4 separate regions of the Mus musculus genome follow, and regions 1, 2 and 3 are each linked to region 4. Evidence: chromatin contacts called from public Hi-C and promoter capture Hi-C data. All regions are on one chromosome and are shown on one strand. The core of a region is the stretch at or near the end of the contact, and the rest is flanking DNA. Distances in the headings are between cores, read along the strand shown. Region 1 overlaps Ncor2 (nuclear receptor co-repressor 2). Region 2 overlaps Ncor2 (nuclear receptor co-repressor 2). Region 3 holds the start of Aacs (acetoacetyl-CoA synthetase). Region 4 overlaps Scarb1 (scavenger receptor class B, member 1).

Region 1 (2,700 bases), core at 146-2,645, 160 kb before region 4:
GTCACGGGGGTGGTGTTGGTACTCAAGCAGCCCCACGTCCTGTAGAAGAAAGGGAACAGTGAGCGAGCACAGGAACAACGACAGCTTCCTTGCCACCCTGCACCAAGAGGCTCAGATGGGTTCCCAGTCTATATCCTCAAGCTACAATTGCCACCACCATGGTCCCACCATGCTTAGAGCCCTGTCTAGCTACAAGATCCTGCTGGGGGTGTAGAAGAGTGTAATAAACCACAATACTGGACTCTACACCTCCACTCGGGCTTCTCTGGGACCTGTGGTGTTCCTGTATTGCCTCACTCTCCAGCTGGTGCACCTGAAGGGGCAGTGGGTCTAAGCACAGGTCCCCTAAGGCTACAGGCTAGAGGGTCGGCTTGCCTATCCCACCTTCACCCCTGCCCACACCACCCTGCTGCAGGTTTTGAGAGAAGAACGGATCACCTCTCCCAGGCCCTGCCTACAGACATAGGGCTGGGAGCTGCCCTAGCAGGGCACTGCTGAGCATGGAGCGGCCCATGGAGCAGAAATGTATCTGCCTTCAATAGAGACCCAAGTATCCTTGGACAGGTATCCCGGTGAAGAGTCAGGCTCAGACAGGAAAGGGGGTTGGGGGGTGTGCACTACGTAGCCAGGGCAGATGGAGCTATGTAAACGCAGGTCCCAGCCAAGCTGCTGTTCAGGTGCCCCGCCCACCGTGAGAAAAACAGCTAGCTTCTTTTATGAAGTGTGGGGAGGGGGAGAGGCAGAGGCAAGCTACACCCTCCCCCTTTGAACAACAATGTGATTGCTCATCACACCTGGGTCGTCACGGTGCATAAAGTAGACCTCAACCTTAGCCTACCCTTGCAGCAAGAGTGCCAGGGAGTCAACATAGGTGATAAATTCCCCAACCTTGAAGTCTCATTGCGGTGCCGGGCGCCCTCACTACCCACTACACCCTCAGCCCTAACCTGGATCCCACAAACCCCTGCATAAAGCCTTCTTACATTTTTCACCAGGACTAAGATCACTTTATCGCTGGGGGAAAATGAGGGAAGTGGGAGAGGAGAGTCAGTGTGCACACCATCTCTAATAAGAAAAACAAGACAGGTTTCCGCCTTGTGCCAGACCAATCAATCTGTTCTGTCAGCCTGGATGCTTGCTTACATGCACGGCAATCGATTAGTAATGTCTGACTCGTGTATGGCTGTGGACAGCATGACCTATATAGGTCACTTAGTTTTCCTTTGGCATATTTTCCTCTCCTTTTTAGCCCTTTTTATTTTGTTGTAGATTTCATTTTATCTTTAATTATGTATCTGTGTGTATGTCTTATGTGTGCAGCGCCCACATAAGCCAGAGAGAACATGAGGACACTGGATCCCCTGGAGTCAGAAGCAGCTGTGCATTGCTGGACGAGAGTGCTTGACACCAAGCTCAGATCCTCTGAAAGAGCAGCGCAGGCTCTTAACTGCTGAGCAGAGGCCTCTCTCCAGCCCCGGGCTCTGTGTCTTAAAGCAGTTCTCACTGCAAAGAACCAATGGTAGCAGTCATATGCGCTGGGGGGGAGCAGCCGGATCCTGACCCTAGACGGCAAGCAACTGGAAAACCTCAGAGACCAAACTGCAAGGGAAGGAGCGGGCAATCAAGACTTTGCAAAACACGACCTAGAAGGACAAGGATACCAGGATGGCCCTGCAAGGACGACATCAAGAGAAATGATCCCATTCTTAGGTCGCCGTAACCAAGCCCTCTGCACAAGCTGACTAATGTGACAACCCCTCCCCCCCAAAAAAAGCAGCTCCAGAAGGAGGATATCATGGGCGATCTGAACATCAAGAGAATGATGAGCAAGAACAGCTCTTCCTGGTCACACAGCAAGAATAGTACAGGTGAGGCTCAACTGGCCCCTCCGCTGGGAACGGAGACAGTCACAGGACACAGGCTTCAAGCCTGCCCCGTACTGATTATAACACCTGACTCAGGGGTAGAGGCCCACCCCAGCCCCTGGATATTTCCACTACAAACAGAACAAGAGGGGAGCCCCAAGAAACAAATGCACTGTACCCCAGCACGAGTCTAAGACGTAGAGAGCCACACAAAATCACACGGAGGCGGAGTTCAGCCTACCCCTGTCACCCCTGAACGGAATGTTCATTCCAAAAGAGCCTCAAGTCAGGGTTTTCTGTGACGCTGTGCATCCAGACACCATGCACCCACTGTCTGTCCTCTTGGGTCCCAGCTCCACCATCAATATTTGTCTCTCCACTTAAATATGGCCTCCTCTAGCCCCATCTTTGTTCCACTGTACCCCAAGAGAATGTCGACTTCCCCAGAGAGGGGGCATCTCTGCCTTCACAGCTCGGTCTCCAAGGCATGTGACAAATCTAACCTGTATTTGTCAGGCAAATGGACAAGTGAATCCACTAATGAGTGGATGAATGAGCAAACAGGTCAATGACCGAGCCAGAGAGTTAATGAATGGACGGACAGACAGATGAGGACCCTAAGACAGTATACAGCAGGTGGGCACAGGACCCCACGATGTGCCCACACACCTAGGACATCAGCCCCGGCCAGCATCCAGTGCCATTAGACAGGAGCAGGCTGAGCCCTGGGTGGCAGAGCAGAGTTTGTGACCAACTGAACAACAGCCCACAGGTCCATCCCTCAACCAAGAGTCAGCCAGCTAGGCCCAAGGCCAAGGTTAGGCACAGCCAATTT
Region 2 (2,700 bases), core at 124-2,623, 200 kb before region 4:
GGAGTATGCCATGAGCAAACACTATTTCCATGGGGTTCCCCCAAGCCAACCCTCGCCCACACCCATGACCCACCGGAGGAACTGCGTGCCAGCCAGCCCAGGAAGGTGATGTGGCCTTAGCAGCCACCTGTGTCCTAGAAGCTCTGATCTGCCTCATCTACACCCTCTTTGAGCGCCTCTCGCCCTCAGATTCCACTCCTCCCTCCCCCACAGCCTTACTCAACCACCAATTTAAGAGCCATCCTGGCTCTGTGGAGCCCTAGCCTTAAACCTAGAGCTACTGAGTCACCCATACCCATCAGGATGCTTGGCATCACCAGACAGGTAGGCTATAACTGGTTCCCAACACTGGTTCTTCAGGTCCCAGATCCCAGAGGGTCCCATCTCTCCAGACCGTATCAGCCCACTGGAACAGTGAGGAATGATCACGGTCTTTGAGAACGGCTGTCTAGATCCCGGGTCCCACCTCCCACCAGCTGCCAGCATCCCTGGGCAGACTCAGGGCAGGGGGCCAGGCAGGCTGGACATCCCACTGTTGAGGGTCTAGACACCAACTACAGCCCACAAGGGTGGGCCCTGGTAGTCTGAGGTGCTGGGCCTACAGGACCAACTCCAGCACACAGCCAACCCTGCCACCTGCCCACCACGGGTTGTTCATGTACTGTAGGCTAGCCTGGTATGTAAGTGAAAGCCAGCTAACTGCCCTCTGGGGACAATGTAACTCCTTACCGACGAGAGACAGAGCCAGAGGAGAGTGCTTTCAGGCTCTGGTTTAGGGAACAGGTTGGGTTCAAATATCAATTCTGCATGAAGGTTTGTTCAGAATGATAGACATGTTAGCCACACACCGGAAGTAGTGGTATCTAGAGTTGTCAGAAAACCCATATTACCCATGACAAGGGCCCAGGAGATTACTCCACACACAGACCTGGATGCAGGCCATTCCTGGCCACAAGGCCTCAGTTGGAACGTGGCAAAACTCTTAGAACCGGCGCCCAACCCAGTGTGCTGGGCAAATGGCTGTGTGATGCCAGTCCCTACAGCTTTCCTGGGTGGCCTGGGCCTGAAGCCTTGAGGCTCCTCCCCATCCAGGGTGGGGCCTGCCTGGCTTTCCCCCTGAGGAAGGAGGTGGAGGCAGGAAAAAGGATGGAGCTGGCCAGAGAGACAGAGGAGGGGCAAGCGCTCCACCCAGCCCAGACATCGGCCCTAAGGAGTGGATGGCAAGCCGGTTTAGTGCCCAGCTCTGCCAGCCAGGGATGGCACTCACCTTTCTCTCCAGGAATGAGGCAATCAGGCCAAAGTTCTTAGGGTGCTGCATAAACCTGGGGGGAAGAGAAAGACAGGCCAATGCTGAGGCCAGGCTGAGGCTGAGGGAAGCCCTACGGGACAATCAAGAGCTGAGAGTGCCCAGTGCCTGCCACCCCAGCCTGGCTTGGCGGGCGCCGCCCCACTAGCAGATCTTCAGGGCGTGGGAAGGGCTTCGGGGCAGGGACCAGGGTCCAGGGCGTTCCTCCGAGTGACTCACTGGCTGTAATGCCTTTGAAAATACATTTGTTTGTCTTGCCGCAGGCTTCCAGGAAAAATGAGGACACGGCATTCAGCTTGCCAGTGGGGTCCCCCCACCTCCCCAGATATGCTTTTGTCTCTCTCCCCAGCCGGGTCTAAGAAGCTGGGCCTGGCTCGGCCTGGCCCGGCCCAGCCAGGCCCAGCCTATGCCAAGCTAAGCCTGCCTGGGCGAGGTTGGACAAGCCAGGCACTGAGGCCTCCTGAGTGCTGGAGCGGAACCTCGGATGCCCAGGAAAAGCCAAAAGTGGCTGGAGCCGCAGGGGGTGGCGGGAATTGGCGCCAAGCCACCAGCTTCCTGCGAAGCCCAAGCATTACTGGGAAAGCCGGCCAGCTGAAATGTCAGGGCCAGGCAGCTGTGGGGGTGGGGATAGGGTCAAGGCCTGCTCACACCCTAAGGGTGCTGGGTGGCGTCATTGGGCCTGCCCCCTGTCTCCAATGAATTGCCACCACCCTAGTATGTCCCAGGGTAGGTGGGGGTGGGGGTAAGAAATGGCTGCCAGCAGTACTGGTCCAGTTCCCACCAGTGTTCAGTCTGTGTTGGGCTGCCCCCGCCTGGCCTCCAGGTGGCTGGGCAGAAGTCCAGAGGCCCCTCCCATTCTCCCCGCCAGACACTGGGGAATCCGGAAGAGCCTCTAGACTCTTCCCAAGGAAGCAGAGGTAGCAGATTGGCAGGATGGTGGCTACCCTTCCAGGGCCCCGTCCACCCAGATAGCAGGCAAGCCTAGGGTACCACTAGCATTTCCCTAGGCAGTGATGGGTCCCAGGACACCAGGAACCTAACTTAAGACACTGCAGGGCCCCGTCCCTCTTCCCAGCACAGTTCACTGGAGACAGGCGAAGCCAGGTCTGATGATACAACTTGTAACTGGGCAACTCAGGAGCCTGAGGCAGGTGGACAGCCAGCCTGGGGTACTGTGAGTTTCAAACCAAGCAGGGCAACTTAGCGAGACCTCATCTGAGAACTAAAACAAGAGGCTCAGTGGTATCAAGAGATAGGCCCACATGAGGTCCTGCGTTCAGCCTGGCCTGGGCACTTCACGCTGCTGCTGAGGACGCATGTATAGGGTTGTACATGTAAGGTTCAACTGATCGCAGGCCAGTAAGGCTCCAAAATGAAGTCAACCATAGCAATAC
Region 3 (2,700 bases), core at 76-2,575, 190 kb after region 4:
AAAGAGAGAAAGAAAATTAACTTGTTTTCAGTTATTTTAGACACTGGGTAGACAGCAAAGTACCAAATGGACTGACAAGACTATTAGCATCCAGAAGGTTCTCATCATAGTAGGATCTGAGCATGCGTTCTCTCTGTAGGAACCTTCTGATGCTCTCCCCCAGATTCAAAGCCAGCATCTCTGATGTTCCCCCAGGACGAACTTAAGCTGCTACCGTTTCGTTCACTGACTTTGCTACTCCAGGGCTATAGTACCAAAGACCTGGGCCTTTTCAAAGACCTGGGCCTTTTCAGTTAGTTGAACGTGCACACCCCACAGGACACAGTATTCTTGCTTGGGGGGCCCTGGACACTGACTCCTCTCTTTGTTCGGAAACCTGCAAGATTTCCTAAAGCTCCCTTCTGTCACCTGCAAGCCACTGTGAGCAACATGGAGTCACATCCCTAGCCCTCTCTTTTCTTTTAGTTTTAACACATGGCTTTTTAAAGTTTGCCCGGACTAGTCTTTTTCTTTTCTTTTCTTTTCTTTCTTTTTTTTTGGTTTTTCGAGACAGGGTTTCTCTGCTGGCCTCGAACTCAGAAATCCACCTGCCTCTGCCTCCCAAGTGCTGGGATTAAAGAAAGGTGTGCGCCACCACGCCCGGCGCCCCGGCTAGTCTTGAACTCACTCTGTTACAAGAATAATCTTAAAGCCCAGACGCCTCTCCCACCTCTACCTCCCAAGTATTCCGATTACAGGGTTTTGCTTTGAGGTCCATGCTGGAGTGGAACTTACTGTCATCCTCCTGTCTTAGTCTTTAAAGTGCTGGGTTTCAGGCTTGCCCCAGAATGTCCTGTGCTTAACGCTTTTATTTTCAGTCTTGACGATAGACTTGAGGTCTCACTCACTCAGTATCTTATGTTACATTATATACCCCATGTATCCCTGCTACAGCATCCCTGTGAGTGAGCACACGCGACACGGACACGCATTTTAGAGGTCTTCTGCACGCGTTTTAGGCTTAAGACATCTCCGCAGCTAAAGTGAGTGTTGGAGGAGCAACTTAATTTGAATAAGTGAATGAATGAACGAACGAACGAGGGCAATAAGTAAACAGAGCAACACCCGGTAAGTTGTGCAATAAGTGAGGGCGTGGAACATGCTTATCGCGCCTGCGCAGGCGAGGCACTCTTTTTGGCAGCAAGCGCACCTTTTGCAGGCGCGGCGCGGCGGAGGGTTACAGAAGAGGGCGTGGTCTCAAGAGGCGTGGCTTTCTGGAGGCGTGGCGAAGGCTGCTGGGGGTGTGACCAGGCCGGATGTCCCACAGGCCGCGCCGGCGCTGGTTCAGTCTCGCGCTGTGGTTCGTCGGCGCACCGCTGATCCGCTCCACGCCTTGCGCTCTCCGCTCTCAGCCAAAGCCCGGCAGCCCCGGCCACGCAGCTCCGCAACCATGTCCAAGCTGGCGCGGCTCGAGCGCGAGGAGATCATGGAGTGCCAGGTGATGTGGGAGCCTGACAGCAAGAAGGACACGCAGATGGACCGCTTCCGGGCGGCCGTGGGTACCGCCTGCGGCCTGGCGCTTGGTGAGTACGGGGCACGCGGCTAGTGCACCCCCCCCCGTCACGGGCCTTCCCGGAAGCTGTTCCCTCCAGGGAGGACCGCCCTAGGAAGGTCCCTGCTAGCTGTTGGGATAAGCCTCTGTTGGATGGATATCCGACCAGTGTTCCTGTCTTACAGTCGGGGAAGCCCCCTGCTTTGGGGGTACCCCTCTAGGGAGGTCCCTCCCTTTCCCTACTTAGGTACCTTGATGAATGGCACAGGGATTGGGGGATCCTCGTTGCCTTGGGGGTCCCCCTCTAGAGAGGTTCTCCTAGATGTTGCCGTGGGCCTCTGATGGATGGATGGCTAGTGTCCCTGTCTTTGGGTTGGGGGAGCCCCCTGGCTCTGGGCCCTCCTCTAGGAGGTGCTGGTCTTCTGATGATGTTTCCTTCACTGTTTTGGGAAGCATCACCGCCTGGCCTGTAGAGGCCCCCTTTCTGCAGGCGAGTCACCCTCTGGAAGTGGCAGACACCCTCTGGTTCCTCCGATCTTTTGCTAGGCTTGCCTGCTTGGGAAATGTCTCCTGAGGTCTTGACTTCCATTCGTTGGGGGCTTCCTTCGGGCCTTATCTGCAGTTCTTTTTGAGTTCACGGGTTTCATGTGACAGGCTCCCTCCATCTGCCTTTTGCTAGGGACCAGCTTGAAATTTCAGGTTCCTGAAAAGGTCAGAGTTCGTTCCTCCTCCTTCCTTTAAAGTTAATTAAGGTAGAGTCCTTTCTTACCCCAGCTCTAAACAGATCCTGCTTCCAGCCACCACCCTGGTCTGTGTGATTATGGGTGGGGCAGAGGCCCTTGGCAGGCGAGGTTCTTGTCCATATGCCGTTCCCAGGGATCCATGGGGCTTGCTTAGTCCCTCCACCTGCTCTGCCCCCCTTCTCAGGTGTTTGCCTGGGGTTTTCAGTTCGAGTTGGTTGGTTGATTGTCTTCTTCATTTTCACCTCCGTTACCCCTCTAATTGCAGGGATCCCCTTGTCTCCGTTGGCATCAATGTCTGTCTTGGCTCCCAGGATCTGTCTCCGGATCCTTCCTGAATCTTTTCTTTTTCCCACCCTGAGCACCAGCCCTCTGAGTCTTCTTCCTAGTGTCTCAGCAGCACTTGGCTGTCCTTCTCCCGCCCCCTAT
Region 4 (2,700 bases), core at 87-2,586:
ACAGATGGTTGTGAGCCACCATGTGGTTGCTGAGACTTGAACTCAGGACCTCTGGAAGAGCAGCCAGTGCTCTTAACTGCTGAGCCATCTCTCCAGTCGCCCACACTATTCTTTTTTTGAAGTTTAATTGATTTTCGGAGACAAGATGTCACGTATCCTAGGCTGGCCTTGATCAAACCCTACATGTAACCAGGGATGATTTTGAACCGGATCCTTCTCCCCTGGCCTCCTTCCTTCCTGAGTGCTGGGATTATAGGCACCTGTATTAGTTTATGTGTATGAGTGTTCTCCATGCAAGTATATGCACTGTGTGTGTGCCTTGAGATCACCTGGAACTAGGGTTACAGAACTAGGGTTACAGAACAAGGGTTACAGTTGGTTGCAGAACACCAGGTAGGTGCTGGGAATCGAACCTGGGTCCCTGCAAGCAGTAAGTGCTCATAATCACTGAGCTATCTCTCCAGACCTTCTTTTCTTTTCTTCTTCTTTTTTAAATATTTTCATTATTTTTGATTATTTTTTTTTCCTGTCAGCGCTGAGGCCTGAATACAAGGCCTCACACTGGCTAAACAAGTGCTCTATGGCTGATGTAAAACTTCAGCCTCATATGCTGATATATTTGGGTCAAGCAAAATTTATAACTAATTTCTTTCACTTTTTTCTCTGGACTTAGAAAATCTAAGTTCATGGTTCCACACGTGGCTCCTCCCACTTCCATCTCACACCCAACTCCAGCCCAGAGCATTTTCCTTGGGAAAAACTATCTTCTCTGTTTGGTTTAACCTGGCTTTCCTTTGCTTCTCTAACCAGCCCAGCCCTGACCCCCCACCTCTACCTTCGGCAGGCACTTTCCAGAGCGGGCACCAAGTGGCACCCACTTGTTGGCCAAATGACTGGGTACCTAGCCTCAGCCTAGCCCCGACCTGGGAGGGTCCTGGGCCTTCCAGGACTTGTAGAGAAAAGTTACTGCAGGGTGCGAGAGAGGAGGTAGAACAAGAGCTAGCTGCAGGAAACAGAGGTCGGCTGAAACCCGAGCCGAGTCCGAGGCGTGGCCGCCCCTCCTACTTACCTGGCTGCGCAGTTGGCAGATGATGGGCACCAGCAACAGGAGGCCTCCAAGCCCCAGCAGCACATACTGCGCGTAGTGAAGAACCTGGGGCATCAGCACCAGCTGCGTGTAGAACGTGCTCAGGGGCTTGCCACCCATTGCTCCGCTCTGCAGAAGAAAGGTCGGGCTGCACGCTGCGTCTCCAAGGCACCCATCCCACTGTGCCGTGCCCCGCCCCAAATCAGAACAGAGAGCCTCGGGCGCTTTGGCTAGAAGTCCAAAGAGAACTACATTTCCCAGACGCCCTTGCTGTTGGCACGCCCATGAAATGAGGCACTGGCTAATGGGAGGTGGATCTGGCCCCAAGCCTCCTCGCCTAACAGTCATCTCTTTCGCTGGTTAGAATCTAGTCTTAGGACCTGAAGGGCGACGAGATCAGGATGCCTGCAGGGTGGCCTGGTGCGGAATTCCATCTCCACTCCCCCCTCTCAGGGGCCATTAACAAAACCTGGAAATGGCTCTGTGGTTAAGAGCGCTGGCTGCTCTTCAAGAGAGCCCACGTTTCAGACTTGACGGCTCACAACCATCTGTAATTCCAGTTCTAGGAGACCTGATGCTCTCTGGGCTTCTGCGGGTACCGGGCACTCACATGATAACCATACATACATACATATGGGCAGGCTAAACATACAAATAGCTAAATTTAGGTACCGGAAGTTAACATAACATTAGCATCAAAGCGAACTAAAAGCCTCAGCTAACATACAGAGACCCCAGACTCCCTTCTACCTTCATAGACTCACCTGTTCGAACCACAGCAACGGCAGAACTACTGGCTCGATCTTCCCTGTTTGCCTGGAAACATGGGACACAAAGTGAGTGACCAGGGGTGATGTGACCCTCGCAATGGAGCTATGTTTGGGGCTTGGGGTGTCAGTGGGAGAGCTACTGGTTACCATGTGAAAGGCCTTCGCTCAGTCGAAACCACTTCACAAGAAAATGAGACAGAAAGATAAAGGGGAGCCTGTAACGCTACGTACAGTTGACTATCCTTAGCCAAGTTTGAGGCTAGCCTGGGCTACAGGAAACCCTGATGCAAAAAATTAATTAAGGGGCGTGGCAAGGCTCAGCTGAGTGGGTGACAGTGCTTGCTGCTAAGCCTGAAGACCTGAGTTCCATCCCCGGGACCCAGAAGGTGGAACAGGCTCCCTAAAGTTGTCCCAACCTTCACATGTTCATTGTGGCATGCACCTATACACACACACACACACACACACACACACACACACACACACACACACTAAACACAACTAAAAATGGGGCTAGAGAGATAACTCAACGGTTAAAAGGTCCTGAGTTCAATTCCTAGCCACCACATGGTGGCTCACAACCATCTATCATGGCATCTGATGCCCTCCTCTGGCTCACAGGTGTACATTCAGACAGACCACTCATTCATAAAATACATAAATACAACTTTAAAAATAAATAATAATATCTGTGTATGTGGTGGCACAATGCCTTTAATCCCAGCTCTTGGGAAGGCAGAGATAGGTGGATCTCTGTGAGTTTGAGGTCAACCTGGTCTACAAAGTGAGTTCCAGGACAGCCAAGGTTATTAACACAGAGAAACCCTGTCTCAAAAAGCCAAA

Evidence for each region. A called contact is a pair of places that touch in the nucleus more often than the background predicts. Capture Hi-C pulls out chosen DNA fragments and counts their contacts.
Region 1: a contact with region 4 is called in a promoter capture Hi-C map of pancreatic islet. The contact joins two enhancer-like sites. A contact is called at or near these places in 9 of 484 Hi-C or Micro-C datasets (the C2C12 cell line, Sertoli cells, cortical neurons and 6 more), 8 of 115 datasets of contacts at active chromatin or transcription factors (bone marrow-derived macrophages, embryonic basal ganglia, embryonic forebrain and 5 more) and 3 of 9 other capture datasets (adipose tissue, liver and pancreatic islet).
Region 2: a contact with region 4 is called in a promoter capture Hi-C map of pancreatic islet. The contact joins two enhancer-like sites. A contact is called at or near these places in 2 of 15 datasets of contacts at CTCF or cohesin (both in the NIH/3T3 cell line), 3 of 484 Hi-C or Micro-C datasets (bone marrow-derived macrophages, cerebellum and stem cell-derived neural stem cells), 5 of 115 datasets of contacts at active chromatin or transcription factors (the NIH/3T3 cell line, bone marrow-derived macrophages, embryonic basal ganglia and 2 more) and 1 of 9 other capture datasets (pancreatic islet).
Region 3: a Hi-C map of adipose-derived mesenchymal stem cells shows a contact between it and region 4, with 4 times the contacts expected there. The contact joins the promoter of Aacs here to the enhancer-like site in region 4. A contact is called at or near these places in 1 of 39 promoter capture datasets (pre-B cells), 20 of 484 Hi-C or Micro-C datasets (B cells, the C2C12 cell line, CD4 T cells and 13 more), 3 of 115 datasets of contacts at active chromatin or transcription factors (bone marrow-derived dendritic cells, bone marrow-derived macrophages and large pre-B cells) and 3 of 9 other capture datasets (adipose tissue, liver and pancreatic islet).

The regions. Positions count from the first base shown.
Region 1 is chr5:125,119,571-125,122,270 of GRCm38.p6, forward strand. Ncor2 (nuclear receptor co-repressor 2) reads right to left here. Exons shown (of 47, transcript NM_011424.3): 3 at 1-39. Among named protein-coding and RNA genes, the nearest start is that of Ncor2, 58 kb to the right of the region's middle. Within about 2 kb of position 1,396, at least 6 of the 459 cell types and tissues checked have an H3K27ac peak or open chromatin away from gene starts, as enhancers often do. A contact at or near this core is called in pancreatic islet, where this site is marked.
Region 2 is chr5:125,079,863-125,082,562 of GRCm38.p6, forward strand. It overlaps Ncor2 (nuclear receptor co-repressor 2), which reads right to left. Exons shown (of 47, transcript NM_011424.3): 13 at 1,268-1,322. Among named protein-coding and RNA genes, the nearest start is that of Rflna, 78 kb to the left of the region's middle. Within about 2 kb of position 1,374, at least 171 of the 459 cell types and tissues checked have an H3K27ac peak or open chromatin away from gene starts, as enhancers often do. A contact at or near this core is called in cerebellum, pancreatic islet and stem cell-derived neural stem cells, where this site is marked.
Region 3 is chr5:125,474,548-125,477,247 of GRCm38.p6, forward strand. It overlaps Aacs (acetoacetyl-CoA synthetase), which reads left to right and starts at 1,326. Exons shown (of 18, transcript NM_030210.2): 1 at 1,326-1,562. The coding sequence starts at 1,430.
Region 4 is chr5:125,282,830-125,285,529 of GRCm38.p6, forward strand. Scarb1 (scavenger receptor class B, member 1) reads right to left here. Exons shown (of 13, transcript NM_016741.2): 10 at 1,852-1,903; 11 at 1,070-1,216. Among named protein-coding and RNA genes, the nearest start is that of Gm32701, 19 kb to the right of the region's middle. Within about 2 kb of position 1,337, at least 127 of the 459 cell types and tissues checked have an H3K27ac peak or open chromatin away from gene starts, as enhancers often do. A contact at or near this core is called in adipose-derived mesenchymal stem cells, cerebellum, cortical neurons and 4 more, where this site is marked.